Regions from separate parts of the Ovis aries genome. Here region 2 is linked to region 1. A link is a contact called in public Hi-C data. All regions are on one chromosome and are shown on one strand. Each heading gives the region's core, a stretch centred on a gene start, on an enhancer-like site or on the middle of the called end of the contact. The rest is flanking DNA. Distances are from core to core; before and after follow the strand shown.

Region 1 (5,557 bases), core at 1,768-4,267:
GCACACAGCACAGCAGGACCTCAGTGAGTGACCTGACTCCAGGCAGGACCCTGCAGAGCAGAACTTGACTCCCAAGCCGGTGACTCCTCCCCTGGCTCCCACTGTGGTGGAGTAGGGGTGGCGGTGGGAGGGAGGAGCAGGTCAGGCGCTAGCCTGAGCCTCTGGCCTTGACCCTCTGCCTGGAAGCCCCACAGCAGGCCCTTGCGTGAGGAGCTGAGCTCTCCAGTAGAGTCTAGGACCTTGAGACTGGAAGTTTATTTTGAGATTTGAACTCCAAAGTGGCAGATCCCAGAAAACCTCTTCTCTGACTCCGTATTTGTTCTCTAGTTAAGTGGCTGAGTGCAGCTCTTGCAGTCAGCTGGCTCCTGCAGCCTGGGGTTCCTCCTGGGGAACTAGGGGCTCAGAGGTGAGGGGGGAGAAGGAGAGAAGCCCCATCCTGGTTGTCCACTCTAGGGCAGAGGTAGCCTGTAAGCACTGAGGGAAAGTCTTGTCCCCTCACCCACTTCCCTCCCTCTTGGAGCTGCTGATGTTTCTGGGGCCCCCCTCAGTTCAGCAATATGCTTTAATAGTTGAGCATCTATGTTGTGCCAAGACACGGTCCCACTTGACTATGAGGACAGCTGAAGCCAAAGAAGGGGCCTCGTAAGTGAGTTTGGGGCCCATGTGGGCGAGTCCACCCAAGGTTAGGGTTGATGTGGTCATCTCCAGTTCCCCACCCCACAACCTCAGGCCCATATGTAGAAATAAATACAGGGCCAGAGTCACACCCAGGCCTCCGCACACAGGGGAGTCTAGGAGAGGCTGCCAGAGCTTGCAGACTGCTGCCCAGCATCAGGGTGGGGCTGGGCTGGGAGGAAGTGAAAGAAGGGTGGAAAGAAAGGGGTCTCGACAGGAAAGAGCCTAGGCCTACTCCTCTTTCACCTGCCCCTCTCAAGGAAGCTCAGGATAGAGTTGGCTTCTTTTCGGGGAAACAGAAGGATTGACTGGAGCTTCCCAGACTGACAGAGAGAAGAGAGGGGATGGGTCGATTGGCAGGGAAGAATGCGGCTAGCATGCGGACCCTGCCTGGTCTCTGTATTCACCGTCGCTCACTCCCATCCAATTCCTGTCCAGCCCCCATTTCCTACGTTCCCCCAGGGGTGGGCACCTTCTCTGTTGCATGAGGCTTTGAATGTCCCCTTAATGGGGCCTACCCTGAACAACTCTTGTTTCCCCCTCTACTTACCACTTTCTAACATGCTCTATGTATTACTTATGATGTTTACTGGTTATTGTCGATCTTCTTCCAATATAAGTGAAACCTCCATACAGGCTGACATTGTTCGTTTTGCTTTGTTTCACTGATGTGCCTAGCACAGTCTGGCACATGGTAGGGAATAAATGTTTGTTGCATTAATGAACTCACTCCGCCCCCTGCCGCAGAAAGTGAGGTGAAGGGCTGAGAGATGGCTAGAGGGGATAAAGGTCTCCCTGAGCCCTTCTCCCTCATGTCTGCCTCTGGGATGTCTGCAGCCTCTCTGCAGCCAGCTGCGCCCTGTCCGCTCACACTCCGGAGTCTCTAACACCGACCCCCCTTCCCCCCCCAACCAAGAACTGACAATGAGTTTGGGGTTGAAGGGGCTGGGCAGTTTCCAGCGCGTTGTTTACACCAGGGCTTTATAGTTTAGATAAATCACGGGGAGAGGCAGGAAAGACACCTGGGAATGAGGGGCTAGGCAGGAGAAACTGAGGCTGGAGAAGCGGTTGGGGCCAGACCCCAGGTGTACTCTGGAAGTTGGAAGATCCAGGATTTTTCAAAAAGAATTTTTAGGTCTCAGTAAGGGCACCCTGTCTCCGGAAGCTCTACCTGCCAACCTAAGAAGTGTGGAGGGAAGGAGGGGGTCAGTTTCTACAGCTGCCAGCCCCCCAAGCCCTTCACAATTTACCACGCCTCCAGGCTGCTGGGGGGCTGGCGGGGGGGGGGAGCGGAGGAGGGGGGAAGGAAGGGAGCAGTGGGGAGGAGGAAGGGTGGAAAGGCGAAGGAGAGAAATGGCTCAGGGGCTCCCACTCTCTCAGCAGGACCCCCACCCTGGCCTCTGGTTCGGGAAAGCCGCCCAGCTGTTTCTGATTCTCTTGTACTCGCAGCCCCGCCCGAAGGGGTGGGGGACCGAAGCTTCGGGAGAGCTGGGAGCGACTGAGCTGTGCTGAACCCGGGCAGCAAAGGGCTGGGAGTTCGCGTCCGGCCCGCAGGTGTGCTTCTCGGCTTTGGTCATCGCCGGCCGGCAGGCGGGACCTGTGTCTAAACGGGGTGTGAGGGTGTGGGTGTGTGTGGGGGACCTATGTCTAAACGCTGTGTGTGCGTGTGTATATACCAGGGGCAGCGGGTCGTGGACGAGAGAAGCCCCTACCTGAAGTCGGCTGTGTGTGTGTGTGTGCGTGTGTGTGTGTGTGTGTGAAAGAGAGAGAGAGAGAAAACCAGGGGCAGCGGGTGGTCGATGAGAGAAGCCCTACCTGAGGTCGGCAGCCGGTGGCGCCCGCGTTGGCAGCGGTGGAAAGGGAATCAAGATTCTCCCGCAACTCCCCGCGGCAGAGCTTCTACCCATTTCACAGAAGCGCAAGAACCGAGGGGGAGAGAGCCCGAGGAAATGCCCAAGCCCTCTGTGGCTCACTCCAGTGTCACTGTAGGTTAGATGGCTGTAGGGGAAAGCGTCTGCAGCTCCCCTCCCCCGGGCCCCCGGGCCGTCACCCACGGAGGCTGGCGTTGCCGAATGCAGGGCGCTAGGACCCGGTGGCGCGGCGTGGGCAGGGACTGGGTGCTCCGGGCGCAGAAGGGCGCCACTGCGCCCCGTCAGTCCCGGGCAGGTGGGGGCGCGGCGCGGTGCTAGGGGCGCCGAGGGGCGGAGGCGGCCGCCACACCTAGGGCGCCGCGGAGCGCCGGGAGCTGGCGCGGGCGGAGCCGCCCTGAGGGCCGCGCGTGTCCGGGGCTTCGGCCCCGCCCCGCGCCGTCCAATGAGAGCCCGCGGCCGGAGGGGCTGTCCGCACACTCTGTCCGCAGCCCCACTCCGCGCCGCCGACCCCCTGACACCGCAACCCTGCCTGGTTCGGCGAGTTCGGCGCGGTGTCGTCGGCTTCCAGACACGGCTCCCTGTGCCCCTCTCCGGGACCTGGCGCCCCGGCTCCTGGACACTAGGTGCCCTTGGGTCCCCGGCCGGCGGCGAGCCTTATGGCCCCCCAGGGGGGTGAAGTAGGAGCAGCCTGAGTACCCTCAGCCGGTGCCCGGTCCACGCCCCTCCGGGCCGCGTGGCGGGAGTCTTCGGGGAGCTATGCTGAGGCCGGGTGGTGCGGAGGAATCCGCGCAGCGACCCCCTCGACGCGTTCGCTCCCCTGTCCGCGAGTCGGCTGCCAGACCCACGGCCCCCGACGGCTCTCGGGCTTCGGCCCGCCTAAGTCTTGCCTGCCTTCTGTTGCTGCTACTGCTGCTGACGCTGCCGGCCCGCGTAGACACGTCCTGGTGGTGAGTGTGGCTCTCGGGGTTGGGAGGGTGAGGTCCTGGGTTAAAGGGGCCAGACGCGCCCAAAGGGAATATACAGCTCCCGGCCCCCGCTGCTCAGGAGACCAGGTTGTCGCTGTAACGGGAATTAGAGACGATCCGGGCTCAACTGTCACTGAAGTCGCCAAGGGGCGCAGGGGCATGGGGAGGGGGTAAGGTGGCGCCGCTCCTTCCCCGTCCGGTGATGAGGGCGCTAGGTACTCGGAGCAGGGACGCGGGGTAATCGAGGCTTCTCAGACCTCCTCTATTTCAGCTCAGTTCTCGTAGGGCAAAAGCTACCTTACGAGTTTCTCTTAGGATGGATTCAAGGAACCAGTCTGGGGCCGCGGTGGCCGTCCAAGAGAACTCTCCGATCCCCTGAGGTTGTCCCCGCCTGCCCTCGGGAGGTGGAGAAAGAGGCAGCTGGCAAACTTGGACGAGCCTCTCGTTGGTCGACCCTCACCCCACTGCGCAGTGAGGCGCGGGTGAGGCAGCGGTACCCAGCGCAAGGTTTAGAAATGGAATTAAGGCAAAAACTACCCCCTTAACTCCCACAACTAAAACAGACAGATTACTTGGGTTTGCATGCTTTAGACATTTTGTCTTCAGCCTGTTTTGCGGATCTCGCTTCGAACCTTTATCTCCTTCTCTGCTTCCTTTTTCTTCCCTAGATGAGCCCTTCTCCCATCTTTTCCCCTCTAAGAACTAGAGGCTTCTAGTCTCAAAGCATTAAGAGATCCTCTCCTCAGATTTCTTGCAGGCCTTAGACACCAGGCATTTCACATGAGGGCAAATGAGGCAGAAGGAATTACGAATCCACTGGGTATCTGTTCTTCTCTCCACCCCCCCCCCCCCCCGCCCCGGGTCTAGATGGCACCCATCTTTTTCTCCCAGAACTGAGCTGCCCTCTCTCCTCCCCTACCTCCTAGGGGCTGAGCAGGGGGAGAGTGGGACTGAGAAATGACTTAGTAGTCTTGTCTTTCCTCTTCACCCCCCAATTAAACTGGCCTCTTTGACTGGGCTGTTACCCCTCTTTACCCATGCAATGCCCGCCTTCCTCTCCTTGCTCTGCCCCTCCCCCCAGACCTCCACCTCCTCCACAGAGTGTGGTCTCTTTCCCCCTTGTACCCTGTGGCTTCTCTCTGGATTTGGAATCTTGGCTGAAGAAGGGTGAGGGGTAGCTGGCTGAAGGGCCAGCGAGCTTGGGCCGCAGATTCCTATCATTTCAAGATGCGTCTTTCTCCATCCCCATCTTCCCCCCCCCCCCGCCCTGCCCCCCTCCCTGCTTTCCTGTTTCAGAAAAATCTCTTCTTGGGATCTTTTTTATCTCGGCAGTGTTGGGGAAGGCAAGGAGGGGGGTTCTGGATGGGGGAGCAGGGAGGCCCATATCTTACATCTGGCTTGAAACATTCTTTTAGAAAAGGAAAAGGAAGAAGGGGATGAGGAGAAAAGCCCTTCAAAGTTCTGTGTGAGATCAAAGCTACCCTTTACTTTCATGGGCTCAGTTTTGTCTGGAGACTTGTGCCTTCAGTGGCCTTGTAGACGGAGAATGAACTGATCACTGTGCATCTTTATCCATCCCGGATAACAGTTTGCTTTTAGGGACTCTTGATTGCTTCTTACCAATTTGGGAGGCAGCCTTGGTCCACTTGCTGTTTAGGTGAGGAAGTGTCACTCTGGTAATTTCAGCATCCTGGTTAAGCAGCTCCTAAAGGCCTAACTGGGGCTCTTCCGAGCCCCCATTTTGTCCCCTTGGCTACCCTCTTTTCCTTTCTCCCTCTATTACTCTCCCCCCATGTGGTTCATATTAAAGATTTTGGAAAAACTCCTGGGTGAAAGAGCTAGCTAGGGAGGGAGGGAAGCAGATGAGTGGGTGATACGGAGGGATTCAGCAGTCCCTGTGAACTGGAGGAAGGCAGCAACAGGGCCAGGATGGGCAGTGAGTGCGAGGCCATTTCAGTCTGCTTGCCTCATAGGGGTCATAGCTGCAGGCCCCAGATGCCTGCCTCAGTAGTCATCACTTCTGGGATAAAGTAGAAAGCTGCTTTC
Region 2 (5,557 bases), core at 1,660-4,159, 190 kb after region 1:
TAGTTGACCAGAGTGTTAGCCTGGCAGGCCCTTGGCCTGGGCCACCCACTTACCATGAGCTGGAAGGCATTCTCAATGGCACCCACTACCAGGCTCTCATGAGTCACTTCCTTCTGTGAAGACCAGCAGGATTGAGGACCAACCAACTGAGAGGAATCAGAGGAACCTGGAGCCCCCGGGGTGGACGGGAGGCAGAGGGGGGGCGGTAAGGGGTCCTGGAGTATCTCTACCAGGTCTTTTAGCTGCTCCCGAATGTGGCGATGCAGAAGCCTAGAGGCCATTTCAGCAGCCCCGCCCCCTGCATGCCCGTCAAACAGACCCCAGTAGTAGAAGCAGAGTCCCTGGGGAAGGAAAAGTTGGAGGTGAGTGAGTGAGTGAGTGTGTGTGTGTGTGTGTGTGTGTGTGTGTGTGTGTGTGTTTTATGCAGGGAGAAAAGCAAGACTCTGGGCATCCATATAAACATCAGAAAGGAAGTCAGAGTTTGGTATTAAAGGCAAATTAGATTTATTCATTCATTCACCAAGGGCCTACAATGTGTCTAAAAGCAAAGTATCAAAAGAGTCAAAGGATAAAGATGCAAACATAAGCAATGGTAATTATTTAAATTATCAATAAATACATGAGCATCTACATTTTAGGTGGAAAACTAAATATTCATACTGACATGGTAGAATCTAACTGAACAATGTCAGATAAAGGTTCTGTGCCATAGGCAGAAAGCTAGTGATTTAGGAGGTATTGCGTGGCTCAGATGAAAAACTAAATGCCTAGAATCCCTGGGGAGAGGTGTCTCCCATGTCTCTGGAGGCTAGGAAAGGGGGTGGGGGGCTTACCTGGCCTCGGCTAGGCTCCCTAGGTGCCCCTGAAACACTCCTCCGGCCTTCCACATACACCACTTCACAGCAAGCCTGGTCCTCATTGTGCCGGCTCTTGCCAGCGTTGATGACCCTATCAGGCCAGAGTGACCACATCAGGTTGGATACCAGGCCAGGTCCTGGAATAACTCCCACCTTAGACACACATACCCTCTCTGGCCTGCTGGCCAAGCTGAGAAAGGTCACAGCCACCTGGGAACCAGGCCAGAGGGAGGAGGAGAAGGGAGGCAGGGCAAGTCACAAGGAGTACAGTCTGGGTGTCAGGCTCCACCGCTTCTAGAAAGGCCACAGCCACAGCAGCACTTTCCCACCTCAGTCCTCCCACCTCTGGCTAAGGGGACATCCTGATGGTGCTACTGGGGGAAGGCCTGGATGAAGGGGAGGAGGTTTTAATTCCTGGCTTGCCAAGATCCTACATCCACCCTGGTGCACCTCCCCCCAAACTGTTCTAGTGCCCTATCCACAAGACCCCACCCTACCCTCACAAGTACACCCACCTTTATCCTAAAATCATCCAGTGAAAGTTTCTGCTGCTTTGTTTTTTTTGTTTTTGTTTTTTGACTGCTTGTGGGGGTCTTAGTTTCCCAATCAGGGATGGAACCTGAGCGCCCTGTGTTGGAAGCTTGGCGTCTTAACATGGAAGTCCCAGTTTCTGCTGCTTTGGCAAAGAGTAAGTGTACCAGCCCATATCAGGAAAGAGGAATTGAAATAGGGTAGGAGTGGAAGACCCCATGGACTGTGCTGGAGCCACACAACCCCAAACTCTTTCCAAATAGGAAGTTAAAGGAGCTGATAGTGGGGCCACAGGTCCGCCAGCCACCACCCTCAGCCCCTGGGCACCCTCAGCTTCCTAAGTGCTCTGCTTTCCCAGCAGATGCATTAAAAATCCACGGGCCCTATGGGAATTCCCTGGCGGTCCAGTGGTTAGGTGCTTTCACCTCCAATCCCGTATCTCTGGTCAGGGAACTAAGATCCCTCATGACATACAGACAGACAAACAAAACCCAGGTGGCCTTGGAGCAAGCCGGCTGCTCCTGCCACTCTGACCGCTCTGGCCCGAGGGTCCACTTCCTTGCCTGGCCAGGGCAAGTCCACCCACCAAAGGGTGTTCAAGGGGGCCCTCCCGCTTCCCCCGGGCGCCCCCCGCCCCCTACCTTCCGCCCCTGGGAAAGCCGGCGGCAGCCTGGTGTCGAGGGCTATTTCTGGGTGTGGAGGGGGAGGGGAACGGTAAGAGGGACAGGGAACTGGGGCGCTGGGGTCGGGAAGCCCAACGAATTTTTCCAGCTGCCATCTCCTATGTTACAAGGGACCCCCGGCCCTTGACACCTCCCCTGTCTTGGCCGCTAAACTACGGGGCCGCGGCTGAGAACTGGCCAACTCATCGCTCACGGGCCCTTCGCCCTCCCGGCTCTGGGAGAGAACAAGGTTCTGAAGCGGCGCGGGTGAGGACAGTCAGGGAGCTAGAAGATCCTGAGAAAAAGCTGCACCCGACTTGAGAAAGGGCTGGGAGCGGGTGCGGCCCGAAGCCCAGGGAAAGCAAAGGTCCTGGGAAAAGGGAGCCCCCTGGCACCGAGCGCGGCGAGGGGGATGCATCCCAGGGCCGGGAATGCCGAGGTGGGGAGGAGGTTGGGAGGGGGAGTCCCATCCTGGTTAGGGTGCCCCTGGGGGCGCTCACTCGGCGTAGCCCGTGCTCCAAGGCAGGCGACGGCCGGTGTCCGGTGGGCTTTGCACAGCCCGGCCAGCGTGGTCGTCGGCGCGTCGCAGCCCCCCGGGGCTCAGCTGCAGAAAAGTCGGTCGGGAGAAGCTTGCTCGAGCCTCTACTGTCCTCGCTGGAGCCGCACCCCCGCTCCCAGCCCTGGCCGGAGGACTCCTAGGAGCTTGTGGAGGGGCAGCGGGTGGCGCCGAGGTCGCGTTGGGCAGGTCTGGCGACTTGGGGCGCGAAGGCGGGGCGCCCCCAGAGCTCACCAGGTGCGCCACGGCCGAGCGCACCCGGTTTAGCATGCTGCCTCCCTGCCCCGCCCTCGGCCGTGGCCCCGCCCCAGAGCAGGCCCCGCCCCCTAGGGCTCGCGAGGGGCGGTGCTCGCTCTGGTCGGTTCGGTCCCTCCATTGGCTCCCCGCCCCCAGGCAGGTCCCCGGCAAAACTTCCCGGCTCCCGGACCCGCCCCGCGGGCTAGTGGCCTCTACCCGCCCCGTCCGGCTTCTCCCGCCTCCGTTTTTTAGGGGAAGAAGGGTCTGCTGTTGTAGGGAGGGAACAGAGAGAAGGAAATCTTACTTCAGCCTTGCTCTACATTAGACATCAGCTAGAACTTCCCCATTGTGACGGGAAGGTGGTGTCTCCTCGACCTCGGTTCGTTGTGGCCAGCCTGCCCAGAGGTTGGTGGAGCTGATGACTTCCATCAAAGACCTATGGGTGTGAAGCTCTGGTGTGATAACACCTCTGGCTTGGTCTGCCAGAGTGAGAATGAGGGCGAGCGAACTGTTGCTGGGTTGCTGTGGAGATGGTAACAAGGCAGGCTGGAGCCAGTCATCCTGCACTGGGGAGCTGGATAAGTTCCTGGATTCCTAGAGGCACTGTTCCCCGTGAAGACCACCTCTAGATCCGTCAGAGCGGTTGCCACTCCATTTTTCTTCAGGACCCAATTTCTTCCCATATTTCCATATTTAAAACACCTTCCCTGGTGGTTCAGATGGTAAAGCGTCTGCCTGCAATGCGGGAGACCTGGGTTCGATCCCTGGGTTGGGAAGATCCCCTGGAGAAGGAAATGGCAACCCACTCCAGTACTCTTGCCTGGAAAATTCCATGGACAGAGGAGCCTGGTAGGCTACAGTCCATAGGGTTACAAAGAGTCGGACATGACTGAGCAACTTCACTTTCTTTCTTTACCACAGAATTAGGTAGTAAGAATAACAACAATGACTACCATTTATTGAGGACTAACTACATAATGGTCCCTCTGCAAAGCGCTTTCTGTACTTCAGGCCCTTTACACTGCACACTAACCCTACCTAGGTTTTTGTTATGTTCTTTTTATGGATGAGGCATGTCTGGACGCTCCTGTTATTTTACATGACTTATTCCAGGAGGTCAACCACCCAGTGTGAAATTTATGCCTGTGTCCATTTCCCAACCACCTAAACTGATACTATCTTAAGAATCTAGATCAGAGAAGAAGAGTTAAGAAGAGATAGGTGAAGAGCAGAAAAGTGGGGGTTCCTTTTCTCTCACCCTCTTTCTCTTAACACAGAGACTGAGAGCAATCCAGGTGCACAACTTCTGTGACTGCCACCGGGGGGAGACAGAGGCCAGGCTAAGTGCCTAGCTGAGAGGGGAGGGCAGTACAGACAGGCTGCTGAAAGAGCTATGGTCCCTAAGCCTGGGAATTGATTGGGCTTCCAGAGACACCTCCTTCCCCATGCATGGTTCAAATGGGGACAAGGCCCTTAAGGTCCTAATGCAAGTTAGGGTAGTCCTCAGAGGTCACTGGCACCCAGTTCATGATGGGTATTCCACCTCTGGACTGTCTGGTGGGTGCTTCCTGACCACGACTCTGTTCCTGGCTACCCTGTAGCCCCAGAAGGGGTGACTTTCCTGGTAGCTTCCAAATAAAAATATCACAATGGTCATTCAGGTTGGTAGACTTCTGTAATTACACCTACACCCTGGGCAGAGAGAAATAAAAAAGAAGTCACAAGAAAAGAGAACACAAAAGTCAGACCCAAGGCACACAGAGTGGCAAGGCAGATGGAGATAAAGGACTTGCTGCTGCTGCTAAGGATATTTCCCTCCTGTTTGAGAAAAACTGAAATGAGCTCACAGATAAATGGCATAAACAGCTACAGCAAGCTAAAGACAGAAGAAAAAAATACAACATCCTGGCTATTTTTATTATTCAGTGTTTCTGGGACAGTTTGCTTACCACTTCTCTGTGTCACTCAGCTCCGTAATTCCTTTTTTTCCCCTCAGCTCCGTAATTCTTGCTCTTCACAACATCCATCATGATGTGACTGCAAGTGGGCTACAGAGCCAGGGCCCAAAGACCTCCTAGTTTCAGCACCAGATGGTCAACAGGGATGTCAACAGTTTCCTTGGGCTTCAGAACAGCCTTCTGACCATACCCAAATCCTAAGGATCTCCTCTCCCTGAATCTCTCACCAGCTATTCCTGGCATCATCACACCTCCTCCATCCTCAGACTGCCCCAGAACCTGGTGAGAAGGTCACCACCTCTGTTCATCCCCAAGGCAGCACAGAGTGAAAGGGAAAAGCAGGCATGCAGTGGGAAGAAGCAATCGTGTAGGTTATTCTTCTCTGCTGAGAACTGTTCAGAGGCTGGTCCTGCCAGGAGTGTGCAAGGCCTCGGCTAGGGGTGGGAACTGGGCTTCCTTAAGAGAAGTCCCTCTGTCCTGGGCCACATGCAATGGCTCAGAGTCCAGAACTGGGCTTCTTCCCCTTGCCTCTGCCCTCCCCATTACTCCAACCCGAAAGCCCTCTTTAACTAGGAGGAATAGCCTTCAATTAAGAGGCAAATTCACACACCAACCACCACTTCCCTCTCTCATTTGTCTAATACTTTCGCGTCCAGATCACCTGTAATGAATTATACACTGTACAATGGCAATTACATTGCGGTTTTTACAGTGATGAAGAAACTGGGTCTCAAGAGTTCCCAAGTTGAGGTCACC

The links. Hi-C and Micro-C count contacts between places; a contact is called where the count stands out from the background.
Region 2: a Hi-C map of mixed tissues shows a contact between it and region 1, with 3 times the contacts expected there. The contact joins the promoter of PPM1J here to the promoter of WNT2B in region 1. A contact is called at or near these places in 7 of 16 Hi-C or Micro-C datasets (blood, hypothalamus, mixed tissues and 1 more).

What each region holds. Positions count from the first base shown.
Region 1 is chr1:89,920,099-89,925,655 of ARS-UI_Ramb_v3.0, forward strand. It overlaps WNT2B (Wnt family member 2B), which reads left to right and starts at 3,018. Exons shown (of 5, transcript XM_004002328.6): 1 at 3,018-3,493. The coding sequence starts at 3,303.
Region 2 is chr1:90,108,793-90,114,349 of ARS-UI_Ramb_v3.0, forward strand. PPM1J (protein phosphatase, Mg2+/Mn2+ dependent 1J) reads right to left here and starts at 2,910. Exons shown (of 11, transcript XM_042252585.2): 1 at 2,551-2,910; 2 at 834-948; 3 at 54-341. The coding sequence starts at 2,876.